Linked DNA regions of Mus musculus: all the other regions are linked to region 4. A link is a contact called in public Hi-C and HiChIP or PLAC-seq data. All regions are on one chromosome and are shown on one strand. Each heading gives the region's core, a stretch centred on a gene start, on an enhancer-like site or on the middle of the called end of the contact. The rest is flanking DNA. Distances are from core to core; before and after follow the strand shown.

Region 1 (3,255 bases), core at 616-3,115, 140 kb before region 4:
AGGAAGGAGGCGTTTTCTCACACAATTTAACTAAGGGTCAAAGGTCAGGCAGGGAAAGATGGGGTGCTGAACAGGGAGACCCCCTTTCATAAACTTTTGTACTACAAAGAGCCTTGGAGCTGGTTCAGGCCATAATGGTTTGCTCCAGCTGTCTTGCTGGCCTCTGACTTGCCCATAAGTAAAGTATGAATCACCGACTGACATTGACTCGAGACCAATCTGCTCCCTCTGAGCATCCCTACAGAGTTCTGCCCCTGCCTGCCCTCAGGGAACCCCCCGGGAGCAGGGTGCTGGCTGGACGGCTTCCTCTTGGCAGCTTCTCCAGAGCCCTGGGGACCAAGGCAAGCAGAAAGCTGGCAGAACAGCTTCTGAATTGAAACTGGAAAATGAAACTGGAAAAATCAAAGCCTCACATCCTGCAGGGCGCCAGGCTCTCTTCCACAAGGAAGAGTTCCCAAGGGAGAAAGGCGCATGCTCAGTGAGGGTGGCTGGGTTGTCAATCCATAACGTGGCTTCGTGTGCCATTTCCAACACTGCCTGGGGTGGGAGTGGGGCTGCCTTCACTCCCACCGCCTGCCTGGATGTCCCCATGAGCCAGGAGGCACTCACACAATCTAACTGGGGGTCAAAGATCAGGAATCCTGGGCTCAGCTCCTCTAACTCCACCTCTACAGATACACACGAGTTCCAGGGTACACACACGATGGCAGCCTGGGTAATCCAGCAGGTCAGCCTTCAGACAGATAACAGATTTCCTGACAAAATTAGGATACAGGAGAGAATTCAGCGCAAAAGAGCTACAAATTGACCTGCTGACTCCACCCTACCCTTCATCTCATCTGAAATGTCTCCTCCTCCGGGAAGAGCTGCTCAGATCCCTCCAGCCCTACACATACATCCCTTAGGTTAAGGCCGCTTGAAACTAAACTGCACCTTCTCTTTACCTTGCCTTTGCTAGCTAGCTATATGCTAACATACCCAGCATCTGCCTCTTTCAGTGAACTGCACTCCTTTGCGGCTTAGACTTTGTCTGTGAGGCTTATGTTACGTCCCCGTGCTGCCAAGTACACACTCAGTGTGGAGTCCTTATGATGCTCCCTCAAGACTACTATTGCCTCAGGGGCTCTGGTGTCTACAAGTCTTCCCAGACCTTCATGTGACGCTGTGGTGGTGACAGATACCCCGAGTCTGCAGTTTCCAGTCTCTAGCCCCAGGTCATGGAATACTTGGACTGTCTCCAGTATCTACAGGATTCTAGGTTGGGGGTGGGGATTGGTCATGTGGTTAAACCTCCTGTGGCACATTCAACATAGCTCTGTCTCTGCCCCCTTATCTAAACAGCTGGACGTCACGTAGCCCATTCCACAGACACAAGGACACTTGACTCCAGAAGGACCAGAAGAAAAGCCATTTTCATTGCGTCACGTAGGAGCTAAAAGGTTGGGGAAATGAGCGATTTAAAAAAAAAATTTATTAAATTGTGCCTTCGTGTGTGTGTGTGTGTGTGTGTGTGTGTGTGTGTGTGTGTGTGTACCCTGTTGTTACCCTAGCTTAGAGCAGTTATTACTATGAATACATCTCCCAAACACACAGAGCAGGGTAAACATGAGGGGCCTGCCACCTCATCTTCCTTCCAATGTTTGTCTAGGATAGGACAATAGCTTCATTTATTTAATGTGAAGTTAGAAGTCTTAGCAGAGGAAGGTGACAAACTCAAACTGCCAACCGTTTGAACTGTGGCCTGGCCTGGGCTGAAGACGATGTGGCCAGTGCAGATGGTGAGGGCCCAGGGGCAGCCCACTTCCTCCCTCCCTGCCTGCCTCTGCCTGTCTCTGTCTCACCAGCAGGCTTCCCAGGGCTGCAGGAAGTGAGGCAAGGAGCAGACCTTTTGGGTGTGTTTGTGGGGGGAGTGCGGGAGTAGGGGAGTGGGGCATAGACGGTGCAGCTGCCATGTTTGAGGATGGAAGATTGGTCCTCTCTGGGTCCGGACTTCTGAGCTGCCACGGGCTAGTGTCTGCCTTCTTGCCACTAAGCCTGCTCGACATTAGTCTGCAGCAGGCTCTTCTGTCTTGCGACTGAGTGCCACGGTCTTGATGGTCCAGGGAGACAGGAAGGGGGAGAGTCGAGTCTTCTCTTGGAGGAAATGCAGCTGTGGTTTTGAGACGTTCATAGTGCTGAGCTGTGGTTGGTGTTTCTCAGGGTTCTCAGAGGTGAACGCACGGTCAGCCCCGTGTCACCAAATAAGGTTCACAGTGACCCTAGCAACAGTCTTCACTGCCCATTGGCTGCCGCGGCTGCCATGAGAGGCGGGCTGCTGTTTCCACATGCACAGAGGTTCCTCTGCCTGAAATCATTGCCCTTCAGAGCACCGCAGAAAGGGACCGTGTTATGAACAAAGGTGGACAAGCGGGGGTGGGGTGGGGCGGGGCGGAACTCTGCCGGCCCTGTGAGTTTCAGAGTCCAAACCTCCTGAATCATCACACAGATACTGACCAACACCATCTGTGCAGTGGCCAGAGCCCAGCTTGCGGAGACAGGCCCTCTACCCCCTGCCCGGGCTTCCAGCCTGAACTCCACAGTAGTTACCATTTTGGTTCAGCTCATTTTCCTTTGTGCCAGGCACTGAGCTAGACTCTTTCTATATGAGATGCCTTTGAATCAGTAACCCTGTTACCCCTCTTTTATACAGAAACCGAGGCTGAAGAAAGTAAGGACTGACCCAAAGTTATAAGTCACACTTTAATCTCAATTTAGATAGCTCCAGATCCCATGCTGTTGGCCACTGTACTGTACCGAGTGTCTCTGGCTCAGCCACTCAGCGTTCTGACATAAGGGGGATTAAGATGAAGTCTGCACATGTGACGTATGCCTGGGGAACCTGGTGCCAAGCAGTAGATTGTCTGACTATATATATACATACATACACACATACCTCAGCAGGGTGACCTGGGCATCCCCCCAACAGGCCTCCCAAGGGTCCCACATGGTCCTCCAAGGAGTATGCTGCTCAAACATTGAGGTTTGGGAACCAGATTCCGCTGTGCCTCTCTCTGGTATTTGGTCTCCACTTCCTCTTCTGGACTTCTTCCCATCCCCCACCCAACTGCACCACCAGTGTGAGGAGCAGACAGAAGGCCACCAAAGAGGTGCTAGCCTGTGGGAGCCAGGGGAAACAGGACTGGCAGGCCAGGCCGAAGGGTTCAGAAAGGAAAGAGTCAAAGTAAAAGAGCAGCCATTCCTCCTCTACCCAGACAG
Region 2 (3,233 bases), core at 445-2,944, 220 kb after region 4:
CATTTATAGCTCCACTTCCAGGGGAGCCAATGCCTTTCTCGGGCATCCTTAGGAATACAAAACACCCATTATAAAATGAAAATAAACAATTAAAAAAAAGCCACAATATCTAGCTGGAATGGCAAGATAGCAACTTGCCGCCAAGCCTAACGACCAAAAGTCATCCAGTCCTAAAGGCCTAACTTCAACCCCTGTGATCCACAGAGAAAAAGGGAGAAGAGACTTCTACAGCTCGTCTTCTGACCTACACCCCTAGCACTTACATACCAAATACATATTTTAAAATGTAGTGACAGTACAATATCCTGATGCCCTTGTTTTGGTCTACAATTCACTTGACTATACTTTGGTTGAAAAATCTTGAGACATCAGCAAATGCAATTAAATAGACATCGTATTTATTCTTTAACCAACCACCCAGATGGCAGAAATCAGGACAGTGTTTTAGTCCTTGATTAAAGTATTTGTGTCCCGGCCTTGGAGGTGAGATCAAGCTAGATAATGTTTAAGGAAAATGGGGGCAGGGTGGAGGTGGGGGGGAGAATGTGCAGGTGCACCATGAAAGGCTATCTAGCACCCCTTGGAAGGAGACTATCTCTTGGGAGAAAGTCAAAACACACTAATGACACAGGATAAAAAAAAAATCAGTTTGCCCAGCACCAGATAGATAAGGCTGAAGTACTCTTGCAAAACTGAAGCTCACCGCCAAACTGCCCCAGTTTGATTGCCAGATTATTTACAGCCAGTTAACCCATTTACAGCCACTGAGAGGAGGAGAAAGGGCGGTGAGTCCCACAGGATAATATTAGCTAGGAGAATGAATGCACTTTAGAGAAAACATAACAGTTCCTTAGAGAGTGGGGTCTGGGTTTGATGACACACTCAGCCCAAACCCACCACTTTCTCCTTGGCTCCCATCACCACTATGTGCGTCTGACAACTGCCACACTCGTTCGTGGCTGAACTGGGAGAAACGTTTATGTCACATCTTGGACAAGTCTACAGCCTGCCAGTGGCTTGCTAGGCAGTGTGTACCAAAGCTCTAGATCCGTGTCCTTAATTTTGTACTGTGGTCAGTGAAGGCCCTTTTGGTTATGAGGACCACATATACCTGGTGGAGAGTAAGGGACAGCAGAAGAACGAGGAGAACAAGTCTTTTTGTTTTTTCTTTTTAATTTTTGAGCAGCTGCCGGCTGTTATGCAAAGGCCTGGTACTGAGCGGAAAGGACCGCCTCTTGGAACACCCAGGTGCTCCTAAGCCACGCCCATCACCCTAATCCGCGCCCCATGCACCTATAGGCCCCGCCCCGTGCACCTCTCGACGGGGGACCTTACGGACGTATCCACCTAAGATCCCCAGGGTGGCTAATAAGCCCCGCCCACTTGCTTGGCACCCCTCCCACCAAGCCACCATTCCTCTTCAAGCCCCGCCCCTTGGCAACATCAACCTCTCCCGTGCGTTCACTACTTACCGTAAGCCCACAAGCACCTCTATAAGCCCCACCCACGTGTCGCTAGAAGCGCCTCTAAGCTCCGCCCAGCCCTCTTGGTACTGGTCCTTTCCGGCTACACGAAGGTCAGGCCACGCCCACTCAGGTCAACTGACAATTTTTTTTTTGAGTCTCCCCCTTGAGATCGAAAGAAAATGGTAGTTCCCGGAAATGACTTCACGTTCTCTAGGCTCGGCTTCCGCTCCTCCCGGAAGTGACGGGCGAAAGCCGGCTCAGAGCTCTGGAGGTAGAGGTGACCGATCCTGGGGGTCGGTGTTAGGCCGTGGGAGGTTTTTCGCGAGACTGAGCCACGCGTCTATCTTCTGTCCCAGGGCCGCCGTCACCATGGGCCGCGAGTTTGGGAACCTGGCGCGGATACGGCACGTGATCTCCTACAGCTTGTCGCCCTTTGAGCAGCGCGCCTTCCCAAGCTATTTCAGCAAAGGCATCCCCAACGTGCTGCGCCGCACTCGCGAGCGCATCCTGCGCGTGGCGCCGCGTGAGTGCGGGGCGGGCGGGGTACAGCCGCGCACCTCTCCTTCCGACGCCCTCGCGGGGCAGACGTGGAGGAGTTCTTATCATATCGAAATGACTGGCCTAAGGTCACTTGGGTGACTCCAACGGCTCCCTCTGAGGTCATCGCTGGCCACTATCTGTGATGAAAGGCTGATGCAATCAGTGTCTTGTGTTAGATGTGCGGCCGATTTTGCTGTCGGTTTCATGGCATTGTGAATATCCGTGAAGGTGCACTTAAATTTGATGGAGAGGTTGAGGCCCGATCTTGCTGTAGAAGCCAGGCTGGCCTTAAACTTGAGATTTTACTGCCCTCTCCTCGGGACTGTTGGCTGGAATTGTAGGCATGCGCCAGCACAACAGTACTTTTTAAAATGGTGAAGATTATGTTAGGTAAATTCCGTGATTTTTTTTTTTTTAATTTGGTGTTAACTAGGAAAGCGAAGGCCACATCTTCCTGGGCTGATATCTTTGTTTTGGTTGCTTATAAAATGGTTGTGTACTATAACCATTTTGAACCTCTTATTAAAAGTAGTTTCTGGTCATAATGGTGTCTACATTTAATCCCCAGCAATCCTGAGACAGAAGCAGGTGGATCTATGTAGTTTTGAGGGAGTTCTAGACCAGCAAGGGCCTTATACTGTGAGCTTGTCTTAATACAGCAACAGAAACTTAGGGCTGGGGATGGTTCAACATCTTTCCTGCTCTTTCAGAAGATCCAGATTCCATTCCTAGCACCCATATGGTGGCTTACAATCATCTGTGACTTAAGTCCTGAGGGATTTGCCATTCTCTTACTCCCTTAGTCACCTCGGTATGCCCTGAGCCACAGCACGCACGCATGCCTTTAATCCCAGTGCTTAGGAGGCAGAGGCAGGCAGATCCCTGAGTTCATGGACAGCCAGGCTTACACAGAGAAAGAAACCCTTTCTCCAAAACCAAACAAACAGTTGAAGCTAGGGACAGTAGAAGGACAGGCAGAATTGGTTGAAAGTCAGAAAGGAGGACATGGACTGACAGAGGTGGGTGGATCTCTTGTTTGAGGTCTGTCTGTCCACTCAAGGAGGCCATATCAAAAAAGGAAAAAAAAAAAAAAAAGCCAGAGAGCTGGGGCACTGGTGGTTGTGGTACAGGTGCCTGTTCATGTAAATGACCCAGTGTGGTTCCTCCCAGCACCCACATGGTGGCTCACAGCCATCTATATAACTCCAGTTCCAGGGCACCTAACAT
Region 3 (3,473 bases), core at 467-2,966, 200 kb after region 4:
CCTAACTAAGACATTCACCATGTGGAAGGTGACAATGGACTCCTGAAAGTTCCCCTCTGATGTCCATAACACGCTGTGACACTCATGCTTATACTAACACACACACACATTAAAGTCATTAATGAAAACGCCAATTTATAATGAGCCATTAAACACGTACATATATCTGTTTTCTTATTGCCCCTAACTTATCTAAGGGGTGCTATTACATGGGGTCTCTGTCCATGCAGGATTCCCATATTGTGCCCTTTGTAGGGCTTGCTGTGCCACCAGGGCCTTGGAGCCTCAGGACAAACAACACAGAATTTTGACATTTGTCCCCGGAGCGGGGATTGCAGTAGAGTCTGCTAGAAAAATAGGCTGGGATCCTGGCTGTGGAGGAAGGTACTTGTTACCTGACAAAGGAATAAGGGGGCTCGGGGCTCAGAACTAGGGCTCTTGAGGGTGGAAACACCAGACCTGAAGGATGAAGCTGGCACTGGGGGCTGAATCTCGAGTGAAGGTGGACCCAGGCAAGCAACCAGACGTGGGACTTCAGGCAAGGTTTGTTGGGAAATTTGATAAAGACAATTTTCAGTGGGCAAAACCAGACCAAGGCAACACATGTAAGTCCAGGTCAGGGAACAGGAGAGGCACTGGAGAAAAGTCAAGCTCCGAGCTAATCGGGAATGAAACAGTCCTCTCAAGGGCCACCTCCCATCTGTCTTCCTGTGAGGACCTGTGCAGGCCTTTCCTTGCCTCCAGCCTTCCCTCAGTACCTGGAGGGCTGTTAACTGCACTCCCTGACTCTCCTTAGAGTCAGAGGTTCAGGGTTCAATGCTCAGATCTTAAATCCTAGCATTCCAGGCTAGGTCTGATGGGTGAGCTTTCAGGCAAACTCCTTGGTTCTCTTTTCTAGTCTCCAAAGCTATGGGTGACATTGCACCCCTGTGAGACATCTATTTTACAACATAGTAGCTGGTTATACAGTCTCTGCTGGTCTTGGGCAGACTCTGTGAGACGCAGGTTCCAGGAGGTGTAGAAAAAGCAGAGGGTGAATGACACCTAGGTAAAGATGGTCACTGCCATGGGTACAGCACATACCCCAGGGCAAAAGCTAAGCCCTGGGGACCACAAGGGGCAGCAGAACCACACAAAGAGGTGAGGAAAGAGGCGCTTGGAACACTAGGAGAGCGGGTGGCCTCTGATCAGTGCATTTCTAGGCCTTTTCAGTGGGGTTCACGGTCCGGGAAGATCGGGGGATTGGGAGGGACCCGGATTCTCCAGCAATCGAAGCTCAAGAACAGAGGGTCCTGAGACGGACGCCACTGTGTACATTGCGTCCCTGCAACAGCTGGGCCACCTGGACAGCTCTGTCCCCTGCCAGGCCTGGCCGAGAGTAAAGGTGCGCAGGGGCCCGATTCCACTGGCGCGGCCGGTCTGGACTCCGGGTCGGAAGGTCCAGACAGAATGACGGTCAGTCAGGCTGCTTCGCGGCCACCGCTGTCGCCGCCCCGACCCTCCCGTCCTTGTCTCCCTTTTGGGAAGCAGATCTGTGGACCACGCGCTGTGTGTCCCCTCACCCGGTCCCGCTGCGTACCTGTGGCTCCAGCCCGAGACGCACTTCAGGGCGCCGGCGATCCCTCAGTGACATCCGAGCCCTGGGCTCCAGCTCCCGACGCCACCTCCAGTCTCCGGCCGCAGCAGGGGAGGCGCCACCTCCGGCCGAGGAGGGGCCGGAGTCTGGAGTGGCGGCAGGGCTGCGGGAGCCGCGCCCCTTCCTCTTGCGATTCTGTACGTGGCCCTAGTCCCCGGCCCTGGACCTCTAACCACCGCAGAGAACTCGAGCCGGAGGGCGATCGAAATCCTCCAAGCACTGCCGGATCCGCAGGCAAGACTTATGGACCAGCAGGCTCCTCAGTGCGGAGGTCAAACCCTCCCGGAGGCAACAAAGGCTCACCTTCCTTTCTTCTTCTTCTTTTAACCTTTAAAAAAATTACATTTATTTATTTACTTAATAATTTGGGAAGTAAGTAATGGGGGAAGCTCCCTTGTGGAGAAGTCGGTACTTTTCTTCCACCCTGTGGAGTACTAGATTCCAACTGTGAAGATCTGGTTTGGTGACATGAACATTTATCCACTGGACCATCTCTCCCGGCCGGTTCTCTTAAACTCCACGATGAAAACAGATGTGCCTGGAGTTCCTGCCTCATGCTCTCTCTCCCTCTGAGTGTGCTTTAGATGGCTGGCTACCTGATCAACTCTGCTCTTCAGACCCACATTTCCAAAACCATGCCACCTACTGGACTCTTTCCACAGGCTCTCCTCTCCTGTCTTTGTCTCCTCGCTTCCCATAGCTCCCTCCACCAGACCCACACCGAACGGAGCCCTGAACTTATGTGCTCGAATCTGCTACTAGGAGTGGGGTCTTCACCTTTTGGTAAAGACTTTGAACTCCTAAACTCCCGTCTGTACATCCTGAGTGCTGGAGTCTTTTTTTCAGCTCAGATGACCGGTGCCACCTGGTCCTCATTCTCTGTGTGTGTGGTGTATGCATGTGTACCTCTCGAGATTGGGTCTTTTCTTTTCTTTTTCTTTTTTTTTTTTTTTTCCGTTTTTGATTTTTCAAGACAGGGTTTCTCTGTATAGCCCTGGCTATCCTGGAACTTACTTTGTAGACCAGGCTGGCCTCAAACTCAGAAATCCGCCTGTCTCTGCCTCCCAAGTGTTGGGATCAAAGGTGTGCGCCAACACTGCCCAGATACTATTGGGTATTTTATTCTATCATTTCTACACCTTATTTTTTGAAACAAGGTCTCACACAGAAGTCATCAATTTGGCTAGACTAGCTGGCCAGCCAACTCCATGAGTCTGCCTACACACACACACACACACACACACACACACACACACACACACACACACACACCACATGTCCCCTGCACTGGGTAACAATGTAAGCTGTGGCACCTAGCTTTTCCCTTAGCTACTGCAGACCCAAGCTCAGCTCCTCATGTTTGAGTGGCAAGCACTTTGCCCACTGCCCCACTGCCCATTCGTCTCATGGTCAGCAAGCTCTGTGACTCCAACTCTGTAAAAGTCTGTCCATTTGAGGACTCTGGAGAACTTGCCCAAGTCTCAGAAAGCACAGAGCCACAGAAGAGGAGAGACATCTAGATTCTCATTTTTATGTAAGTCTCCTTACATAGCCTAGGCTGGCCTGAATCTAGAGTTTCAGACAGCTGCCACATGGAAGCTGGGAACCAAACCTAGATCCTCTATTGGGATAGCAAGTGTTCCTAACCATTCAGTTGTCTCTCCAGTCTACCATATACAAATGAAAGAGACAGAGACAGAGACAGAGACAGAGACAGAGTCAGAGACAGAGACAGAGACAGAGACAGGCAGAGGGAGGGGGTTGGTGAGAGGGAGAGAGAAACTAGTTGCAAAAGCAACGGTTTGAGAAAAGTCACTCAGTATCCCAGATGGAATCA
Region 4 (3,201 bases), core at 349-2,848:
AGGTAGCTAGGGCAGGCATGGTGTTCAGGTTTAACAGGAAGCTTTGGCTTTCACAAGCATTTCTTCTTTCAGTGTCTAGAGACTACTGCTTTAAAAGAGAATTGAAGTAAGGGTAGGCCTGTGGAGGTTAGTGCACACTGGTACTAGCCCTGGTGACTGATGAGAGAGTCAGGCTTCTAAGTCAAGGCCTCCTTTTGAGCCACAGATGCCTTCGGGTTGGTAAAATTCACAGATCTAAAAAATAAAAGGTAGAAGGGGCTGGCTTTTGATGAACCTTAGCAATTCTAGAAAAACTGGCCACGGTGCATGGTGGCACACACCTTTAGTCCCAACACTCATGAATCAGAATCAGGTGGATCTCTGAGTTCAAGGCCAGCTTGATCTAGAGGACAGCCTGTAGAGACCCTTGTCTCAAAGAGAAATAAAAATTCTAGAATGGCCAGACAGCAGTTCCAGAGACTTTACTTTGTTCTGCGACAAGAACCTCTGGCTAGCTACACCCTCAGCCTTAGCACATAGGTCTGCCCGCAACAGGCCTCTTGCCAGTTCTGGAGAGGCTGCCCCCCAATCCCTCTCCATTGTGATCTTAGGGCCTAGGAAAGAAGTCTGTTAAAGATTTATTTTCTAAAAGGTTCTGGGGATTTGTTTTTAGACAGGGTTTCACTGTATAGCTTTAGGGAATTTACTGTGTAGACCAGGCTGGCCTCTGCCTCCTGAGTGCAGGATTAAAGGTGTGTATGTGTGTGTACCACCACACTCAACCCTTGCAGCTTCTGAGTACTTTAAGAAGTCCTTGGATGCCAGAGGAAAAGACGGAGATGCGTGACAACTTGGGGCCTGGCAGTTCTCAATACCAGGGAAATGGCACTGCTTGGTCCTGTTTAACTTTTTTCTAGACCTTTCCATAGTCTACTTTTCTAATTAAAAGTACTAGGGGTCTGGAGAGATGGTTTTGCGGTTAAGAGCACCAACTGCTCTTCCAAAGGTCCTGAGTTCAAATCCCAGCAAACACATGGTGGCTCACAACCATCCTAACAAGATCTGACGCCCTCTTCTGGAGTGTGTGAAGACAGCTACAGTGTACTTACATATAATAAATAAATAAATCTTTAAAAAAAAAAGTACTAGGGCAGTGATATTATTATCATTATTAGTATACATATTCATATATAATTTAGCATATACTACTACATAGTTATGTCTTTCATATAAATAGTACATATTGTATTAAGTAAAACTGACTTCCTTTTTCCAGAGCAATTATGAAATTTCACAGTATGAAAATGGAAGAAATCAACAAAATTATTCGTGATCTTTGGCGGAGTACCTATCGTGGGCAAGGTAACTAACATGGTGTGTCTCAAATGCTTGTTCCAAAGCTCTGCCCACAGCCTCTCCTGTATGACCTTAGTTGCCAGCTTTGCCTTCTCAAACCCCTTCCTGAGCAAGTCTTTGAGAGTTTTCTAAGAATTCTTATCTTTGCAACATCTTACAACAAAATGAAAATGCAGTTTCTCTTCCAAAGCCCTGTACGACTCATATTGGCTGCAGCAGACACATTTAGCTGATGACATAATGGGTTCTGTGAAAGCGCAGATAGGGATAGGCCCAAGTGTGATAAGAAAAGTACCCAAAGGAAACTCTTAGAAAAGAGCTGGGCCCAGGCGGGGGTGGGCCATCCAGGCTGCATCTGGGCAGACCACATGATCTGAGTCTTCCTGGCCAGAGAGTTTGCAAGGCAGCCAGTGCTCCTAAGGACATCAGACTCACTGTCGTCCCAGGCTTCTATGACGATGTGTTTAAGTGACAAAGGTGTAGTGTAGGTTCTCTAAATTACTCTGCTTACTGTCTCAGATATTGAATACATAGAAATTCGATCTGATGCTGATGAAAATGTATCGGCTTCTGATAAAAGGCGAAATTACAACTACCGAGTGGTGATGCTGAAGGGGGACACAGCCTTGGACATGCGTGGACGATGCAGTGCTGGACAGAAGGCAGGTATCAGCAATCTAGGGAGCCATCTTAGCCTGGAAGATGGCCCTGATGTCACAGAAGTCTTAGAGGACCATTACATGAACGAGAAGCTCCTACAGCTTCCTGGCCACCTTGTGAGACAGACATGGCTACCATCAGTGCACCATCCTGGTGCCAGCCAACATGCCCTGTAGCCCTCTGAAGATCACTTTTAAGAAAAAAGGGTCAAGGGACTGGAGAGATGGCTCAGTGGTTAAGACCACTGGTTGTCCTTTCTTAGAGGTCCTAAGTTCAATTCCTAGCAACCACATGGTGGTTCACAACCTTCTACAATGGACTCTGATCCCCTCTTCTGTCATGCAGTCATACAGGAAGACGAACACTCATACATAAATATATTTAAAAGGAAAAGAGTCAAAGTTACTCAAACCCATTTTCACTTCACAGCATTCCTCAAAGTAAAGTCACTGTTTCATGGGCCCCAAAGATGCATTCTGGTATAACAATGGGCAGGAACATCTCAGAACCTCAGAAGTAATAGTAATTATACTGCCAATCATAAATAACACTAGTAGGGGGAAGGACGTGCCTAAGTTGGTAGAGTGCTTGACCAGCATGATCAGGCTTTGGGTTGACCCCACCACTCTCTAAACTTGGCTATAATCCCAGCACATGGAAGTAGAGACAAGAGAGAAGTTCACAGTTAGCCTGGGCTACAGAGTGAGTGAGCCCAGCCTGGGCTACAGAGGGCCATATTCAGATGAACAAACAACACAGCAAACTAGGAGACATTCTAATCTGTGTCACTGAGAATATAGCCCCTGCATGGGCCTTAAGCTCCATTTCCCCAGCACAGCTTTGGGCTGGGCCTCAGACCATTGAATAGAGAGATCTGCTGTCAGAGCTTTGGTATCATAGGGACTTTCTGCCCCTTACCACTTAAATAAGACACAGTGGCACTACATGAAGCTCCTGGAGGAGGGGTAGTATGTAGGTTTGGAGTACAGGGGAAGTCAGGATGAGAAATGATGTCTCAATAAGGCTAAAGCATGAGACCTGCATCCCAGGAGCACAGGAAGGTCATGAATGTTTGATTTCTGCTAACCATACACAGAGTGCGGATTCTGAGCTGTCATATTAAAGCAGATTTTCATAAAACTTCACAGGCTTAGGGAAGGATGTCACATTACTGGCATAATTATCCCCGTTACTGCCAACCCAGGC

The links. Hi-C and Micro-C count contacts between places; a contact is called where the count stands out from the background. HiChIP or PLAC-seq counts read pairs in DNA pulled down with a chosen protein or histone mark.
Region 1: a contact with region 4 is called in a BATF HiChIP or PLAC-seq map of CD8 T cells, with 6 read pairs. The contact joins two enhancer-like sites.
Region 2: a BATF HiChIP or PLAC-seq map of CD8 T cells shows a contact between it and region 4, with 9 read pairs. The contact joins the promoter of Uqcrq here to the enhancer-like site in region 4. A contact is called at or near these places in 1 of 484 Hi-C or Micro-C datasets (erythroblasts), 8 of 115 datasets of contacts at active chromatin or transcription factors (the 230-238 cell line, CD8 T cells, the SCID.adh cell line and 4 more) and 3 of 9 other capture datasets (adipose tissue, liver and pancreatic islet).
Region 3: a contact with region 4 is called in a Hi-C map of bone marrow-derived macrophages, with 43 read pairs. The contact joins the promoter of Shroom1 here to the enhancer-like site in region 4. A contact is called at or near these places in 11 of 39 promoter capture datasets (the 3T3-L1 cell line, 3T3-L1-derived adipocytes, the C10 cell line and 7 more), 1 of 15 datasets of contacts at CTCF or cohesin (large pre-B cells), 5 of 484 Hi-C or Micro-C datasets (the G1E-ER4 cell line, the HPC-5 cell line, LSK cells and 1 more), 20 of 115 datasets of contacts at active chromatin or transcription factors (the NIH/3T3 cell line, bone marrow-derived macrophages, craniofacial prominence and 12 more) and 3 of 9 other capture datasets (adipose tissue, liver and pancreatic islet).

The regions. Positions count from the first base shown.
Region 1 is chr11:53,793,996-53,797,250 of GRCm38.p6, reverse strand. The region is part of intron 3 of Gm12216 (predicted gene 12216); the gene reads left to right. Among named protein-coding and RNA genes, the nearest start is that of Irf1, 26 kb to the right of the region's middle. Within about 2 kb of position 1,865, at least 255 of the 459 cell types and tissues checked have an H3K27ac peak or open chromatin away from gene starts, as enhancers often do. A contact at or near this core is called in CD8 T cells, where this site is marked.
Region 2 is chr11:53,429,292-53,432,524 of GRCm38.p6, reverse strand. Uqcrq (ubiquinol-cytochrome c reductase, complex III subunit VII) reads left to right here and starts at 1,694. Exons shown (of 2, transcript NM_025352.3): 1 at 1,694-1,989. The coding sequence starts at 1,836. It also overlaps a transcript of Gdf9 not described here.
Region 3 is chr11:53,455,448-53,458,920 of GRCm38.p6, reverse strand. Shroom1 (shroom family member 1) reads right to left here and starts at 1,716. Exons shown (of 8, transcript NM_027917.3): 1 at 1,580-1,716.
Region 4 is chr11:53,653,673-53,656,873 of GRCm38.p6, reverse strand. It overlaps Rad50 (RAD50 double strand break repair protein), which reads left to right. Exons shown (of 25, transcript NM_009012.2): 22 at 1,256-1,341; 23 at 1,855-1,997. Among named protein-coding and RNA genes, the nearest start is that of Il13, 21 kb to the right of the region's middle. Within about 2 kb of position 1,598, at least 51 of the 459 cell types and tissues checked have an H3K27ac peak or open chromatin away from gene starts, as enhancers often do. A contact at or near this core is called in CD8 T cells, the G1E-ER4 cell line, the HPC-7 cell line and 3 more, where this site is marked.